Linked DNA regions of Anas platyrhynchos: region 2 is linked to region 1. The links are chromatin contacts, called in public Hi-C maps. All regions are on one chromosome and are shown on one strand. The core of a region is the stretch at or near the end of the contact, and the rest is flanking DNA. Distances in the headings are between cores, read along the strand shown. Region 1 holds the start of KRT18 (keratin 18). Region 2 holds the start of LOC101798288 (RNA 5'-monophosphate methyltransferase).

The links. Hi-C and Micro-C count contacts between places; a contact is called where the count stands out from the background.
Region 2: a contact with region 1 is called in a Hi-C map of skeletal muscle, with 4 times the contacts expected there. The contact joins the promoter of LOC101798288 here to the promoter of KRT18 in region 1. A contact is called at or near these places in 3 of 8 Hi-C or Micro-C datasets (liver, skeletal muscle and subcutaneous adipose tissue).

The regions. Positions count from the first base shown.
Region 1 is chr34:372,147-375,222 of IASCAAS_PekinDuck_T2T, forward strand. KRT18 (keratin 18) reads right to left here and starts at 1,502. Exons shown (of 7, transcript XM_072031883.1): 1 at 994-1,502; 2 at 165-247. The coding sequence starts at 1,434.
Region 2 is chr34:607,187-610,262 of IASCAAS_PekinDuck_T2T, forward strand. LOC101798288 (RNA 5'-monophosphate methyltransferase) reads right to left here and starts at 1,629. Exons shown (of 8, transcript XR_011806096.1): 1 at 1,394-1,629.

The DNA.
Region 1 (3,076 bases), core at 252-2,751:
CACCCCACCCCATCCTATCCCATCCTGCCCCGTCCCGTCCCCACCCCTTATCCCCCTTGTCCCATTATCCCCCTTGCCCCCACTGTCCCCATTGTCCCCCTGGTCCCCCCTTGCCCCCAGTGTCCCCCCGTCCCCATTGTCCCCCGGTCCCTCCCCGCTCTCACTTGACCCTGAAGTCGTCGGCCGCCAGCCGGGCGTTGTCGATCTGCAGCACGGTGCGGGCGTTCTCCACGGTGCTATCGAAGATCTGGGGGGACGGGGGTGTCACGGGGCGAGGGGACCCCCCGGCGGCCCCCCGGGGACACCGCCCCCCCCCCGGGCAGGAGCCGCACCCCGGAAATGCCGGGGGGGGGGGGGATGGGGGGGACAAGAGCCAGGTCCCCTGGGTGGGGCCGGCTGGCACCGGGCACCCTGGGCACCGGTCCCCTTCCGTCCCCGCGTGACCTTGGGCCGAAGCTGTGCCAAAACCACAGCCCCGGGGGGGGGGACACGACACACAGGGGGTGGGTGGGGCAGTGCTGGCCACGGGGTTTGTTTGCTTAATGAGGGGTGCGTTAATTAACCCCCCCTGAGCACCCCCTGACACTCATGGCCTTGGTCATGTCCCCTTGCCTGGTCCCGCAGCCGGGGGTGCGGTGTCCCCATGGGGTGTCCCCCCCATATGCTGCTGCCCAATGTCCCCATGCACTGTCCCCCAATGTCCCCATGTGGCTTCCCCGATGTCCCCATAGGGTGCCCCCCATGTCCCCAAGCGGTGCCCCCACACAGTGCCCCCCGATGCCCCTCCACGGTGTCCCCATGCGCTGCCCGGGGTGTCCCCGTGCGGTGTCCCCACGCTGTGCCCCGGGGGGGGGCCACTCCCAGCCGCCGCCAGCCCCGGGTGCAAAGTCCGCCCGGCCCCGCGGCCGCTCTGGTTAATGTTTAACCCGGGGCCGGCAGCGCCCCGGGGCCGCGGTGCCAGCCCTGCGGGTGCCGTGCCCGTGCCGGCCCCACCTTGGCGCGCAGGTCCTCGATCGCCTCCCAGTAGTGGCTCCAGTCCTGGGTGCTGGGCCCCTTCTTGGCCAGGTGCTCGCGGATCTGCACCTCCAGCCGCCGGTTCTCCTGCTCCAGGCTGCGCACCTTGTCCAGGTAGGTGGCCAGGCGCTCGTTGAGGTCCTGCATCGTCTCCTTCTCGTTCTGCACCACGCCGGAGCCCGACAGCAGCAGGCTGCCCCCGTAGCTGCCCCCGTAGCTGCCCCCGTAACCGGCCCCATAGCTGGCCCCGTAGCCGGCCCCAAAGCCGCTGCCCAGGCTGCTGCTGCGGGTGATGGAGATGCGGGACCCCGAGCCCCCGGCCCCCGCGTAGACGCTGGCGGCGCTGCTCAGGGGCGCGAGGCGACGGCTGCCGCCCGAGCGGGTCGAGCTGGAGTAGACGGTGCTGCGGGAGTAGCTCATGGTGCCGGGCGGACGGACGGACGGACAGAGCGACAGACGGACGGACGGACGGACACAGACGGCGGGCGGGTGGCCGGGCGTGATTTATAGGCGGGCGAGGGGAGGGGTGGCCCCGGGAAGGTGGGGCCGGATCCTGCGGCCGCTGCGGGTCCTGCCAAGGGGCTGGGGCTGGGGGGGGGCTGCAGGGGGGGCTGGGGAGGGTGGGGAGGTCCTGGGGGGTTTTGGGGGGGGGTCGTGGCGCAGGGACGGGGCTCAGCCCCAAGCACCCGTGGGGAGGCAGGGCAGAGGAGTGGGGTCAGCCCCGGGAGGTTTGGGGGGCTCAGGGCATGGGGAGGGGGCTCAGCCCCCTGCGTTTTGGAGGGCTCAGGGCACAGGGAGGGGGCTCAGCCCCGTGAATTTCGGGGGACCCAGGTCGTAGGGGCTGGGCTCAGCCCCGTGAATTTCAGGGGACACGTGGCACAGGGACGGGGCCCAGCCCTGTGTATTTCGGGGGGCCCTGGGCAGAGGAATGGGGTCAGCCCCCTGCATTTTGGGGGTCTCAGGGCATGGGGACGGATCAGCTCCCTGCATTTTGGGGGACCCAGGGCTCGGGGATGAAGCTCGCCCCAAGCATTTTGGGGACCCCCCTCCCAGCCCCATGCCCCCCCCCCCCCCCCGCCCAGTTTCCCACCCGCGGGGGGGCTGGGGTCGGACGTGCCAGCGAGCCCCCCGGCCCTGGGTGGGGGTTGTGCGGGTCCCCAGCTGGGGACTGCCCCAGGTGCCCGGGGCTGGGGGGGGGCTGTGGTGGCCCGGCCCAACCGGCTCCAGGAATCCTGCCCGGCCTCTCCCCAGCCCTGCTGCAACCCCCCCGGGGACACCCCGGGGACACCCTGGGGACACCCCGGGGAGACCCCAGGGACACCCCACGGAGACCCTGCACAAACCCCAGGGAAATCTTGGGGACACCCCAAGGGAGACCCCCGGAACACCCCGCAGACACCCCCAGGGGCACCCCAGGTACAACTTGGGGACACCGGGAACACCCTGGGGACACCCCAAAGGACCCCAGGGACACCCCGGGAACACCCTGGGGAGAACCAAAGACAACCCAGGGACACCCTGGGGACGCCCCCTGCCCACCCCCTCTCCACCCGGGAGCCCCCCCAGCCCTGTGGGACCCCCGCCCTGCCCCCCGCCCCCCCCGCCCCCTCCCCCAGCGCCTGGCCGGGCCCTTATCTCCCTCCGAGCTGATTTGGGGCTGCACCCAGGCGGGCGCCGCATTCCAGCCCTTATCTGCCAGGGCATCGGCTCCCTGCGCTCTGGCCACAAAGGGGGGTCCCGATCCCCCCCGCACAACCATGGGACGAGGAGCCGGGCACGTCCCCGGGGGCTTCAGGGTGTGGGGGGGGGCTGCGGTGGGATTCTGCCACCCAGGAGGTGAGTGTGCTCCTTTCCACAAGTGTGCACGAGTGCAGGCTTTGCAGAGATGCACAACTGTGCCTGAGCACGCGCCTTTGCACAAGCACGCAGCCCTGCGTGAGCACCCGCTGCTGCACAAACGCTCCCTGCTGCACAAACGCACATTTTTGCACGGGCACACGCCTGTAGGCACACGCACCTTGCACCTTGCACAAGTACACTGCTTGTGAGCACGCCCTTCCTC
Region 2 (3,076 bases), core at 379-2,878, 240 kb after region 1:
CCTCGGTCACCTCACCAAGCACATCGGGTCCCACTCCCAGCAGCAAGGTACAAGCACCAACTCAGAGCCTTCTCTTGATGACGTTAGAGCAGTAAGCTCGCTGACAATCCTCCTTTCTGAAGGGAAAAGCAGCACAGCAGCCCTGACTACCAGAAAGCCTGCCAGAAATTGGAACTAAACCTGCATCACCCCTCCCGGGGGGTTTGCTGAGGAAAAAATTGAGTAAGGTGAATGGGTTTTACTAACACAAGTCCTGCTGAATCTCCCCATCCAATATCAAGGTATCACTGGTTTTCCTAGCTGAGCCTCAGAGCTCCCTAGCAAGACTTAGAGCTATTTATAATGCCTAATTAAGAATAAATGCATTTCTTACTCTCATGCTACAGGAAGAGACACTTCTTGACCATGAGACTGCAGCAAATAAGAATTAAGGAGAGTTTTCTTCTGAATTTCGCATTGCAGAGCGCGCCACTCAGCGGCAAGCATATTTATCTTTCATTAAAGGAGATTTGATGAAGTTCCTGAATGACATCAAGGAAAACTGCAGGTGCACCCAGCTCACGCAGGCAGGCAGTGTCCCCTAGTGGTGTCTCTGTATTTCAACAGAACTGGACTGGGAACATTTTTGCCTGACCTGCTCTGCGGGTTCATCTGAAGCAGGACCGAGGGTTGTCCTTGAGATAACACCTTAGGCCTTCAAACAACCTGGCAGGGGGCTGGGGAAAGGAGCCTGGGAGAGAGCAGCACGCACGTCCTCAAGCAGATCCGAGTTTCATCCTGAATGAGTAATTACTTCTAAGCTAAGTTTATAAAGTTTTGATCAGGAAAAATTATCTGTAAAACAGTTACATTAAATATTGCACCACTGTTCACCTGCACAACACTGCACAGCTGCACACCAAGAAGAGTCATGAGAAAAGTGTAAGAAGGCGAAGACAATGAACTGCCAAAAAAAGGAAATTCTAAGTATTTGCTAGCTTTGTCACAAAACCTTTGCAACCATGTGAGCAGGATACCAGCTTCACGCCCGTCTGACAGACAGGGGAGGTGATGCTATCAAGAGGGAACACGTTACGGGGTCTGGTTTCAGGCTCACCCAGCTCCCCTGCCCTCTCTGGTGCTTGGGACACCCACTGCAGGTGGGACACCACCGTTCCCCTTCAGCCTTTCCCTCCCCCCCCAGCCCCCCAACCCCACCCCCAACCCCCGGACCCCCTCCCACCACCCCTCACCAGTATTTCCCTCACCACCCCCCATTCCCCTTCAGCCTTTCCCTCACCCCCCCAGTGCCCCACACCATCCCAGCACCCCCACACCTCTCCCCCCCAATCCCCCAACCCAGGCCGCCCCCCTCCTCCTTCACCTCACAACCCCCCCCCCATCGCCCCCTTACCCCCGAATTGCAGCCCACGTCGAGGCCCAGCAGCGGGCGAGCGGCCGCGGGGAAGAGCCGCCGCAAGAGGCCGTCGGGCAGGAGGCTGACGCGGGCCTCGGGCGGGTGGAAGCGGGAGTAGTTGGGGAAGTTGCCGTAGGGAGCAGCGCCGGGCTCCGGGCAGGGAAGGGGCGCGCTGCTGGGCGCCGCCATCTTGCCTCCCTACCGCGCGAGCGCCGGGCGCGGACCGAGCGGGCGCAGAAAGGTTCCGGGGAAGAAAGGTTCCGGGGGGGGGGGAGGTCGCGCATGCGCACACCCACTGAGGAGATGGGGGGCGGGGGGGGGGTGAGGGCCAAGGCCGCTGGGGTTGTTCTCAGTCCTCCTAGCCCAGGCTTTCCAGGTCCATTTGTGCGAAAAGAATTTGTAGAATTTTTGCTTTTAAAAAAAAAAGTGTCCAGTCCCTATCACACCAGAGCAGGCCGAGGAAGGGCAGCATCCACCCCCGGGGTCACCTCTGGCCCTGCCACCTTTGCCCTTTGCCCTTTGCCCGGCGTTGCCATGGTGCTGCCGAGGCCTGGGGCAGGGGCTCAGGCCCTGGGGGAGCCACCAGCTCCAACAGAGCACCCACAGCCAGGCTAATTAACCATAAAGTTCATTTCAGCTTCCCCCAGCATAGAAACCTGCCTGTGTGTGTGCAACCCTCGGGGGCAGCTCTCTGGTTTACAGAAGCTTTCACGAAATGTTACAAAGTGTTAGTTAACAAATCAAAACACACCAACAAAACAAAAACAACAACAAAATGATCATCCTGGTATTGCTCCTGTCTGTAGATAGGTAGCTGGTGGGAGATTTCATAGAAGACAAAAAAATAAATTAAAAAAAAAAAAGCCTGTAGTTAAAAAGAGGGGTAAAAGACTCCATCTCCACCAGGGGGAAGGTTTTAGGAGAACCTGGGTTCATTTCACACTCCGATGTTAGCTGTTGTTACAGCATGAGGAGCAGAGGGCGCCAGGAGCTCAGAAACGGAGGCAAGCGCCAGAGCCGAGGTTGGGCCCTTGTGTTTGGCTCCTGCCATGGGAAAAACAAGTAGAGATCTGCAGGAAGTCTCCATCCTCGACACACCTCAATCATGAAAGGGAAAGAAGACAGGAAGAAGGACAAACATATAGATATTTCCCTCCTCTTGTGCAAGAGAATTTTTAAATTTTTTTTTAAGGTTTCCCCTGAATCTTTCTGGCTGCAATTAGGGCCCCTAAATTCTTGTCCTCTTTGCTATAGGCATGGGAAGCAGCTTGATACCTTCCTCTTTCTGACATCCATCACACACTGATGAATCTCTCTATCTCCTCCTTTCTTCCACATCCCACCTCTACATGGTCACATTACACTTACAACTTTAGGCCAAATGAATGTTTGCCGTATTCCTCAAGAGTCAAGTGTTGAAATTGGACAGAATCATCAGCCTTTTATTCCATTTTTGTTAATTACAGGAGCAGCTAAGCTTAAGTTATCCAACACAACAACACAAAATATTTTATTGCTGCAGAAAAATGCATCTGTGGTCTGTACCTCACTGTTTAGCCATGCTTTTTAGGAGACAAAATCTCATGCCTGCCTTTTGAGCATAGCTTCTTCTCAGGAGCAGAGATCTGTCACAACAAGATGCTGCAGCTGGTATCGCTCTCCTCTGGCAGCCTGGACTAA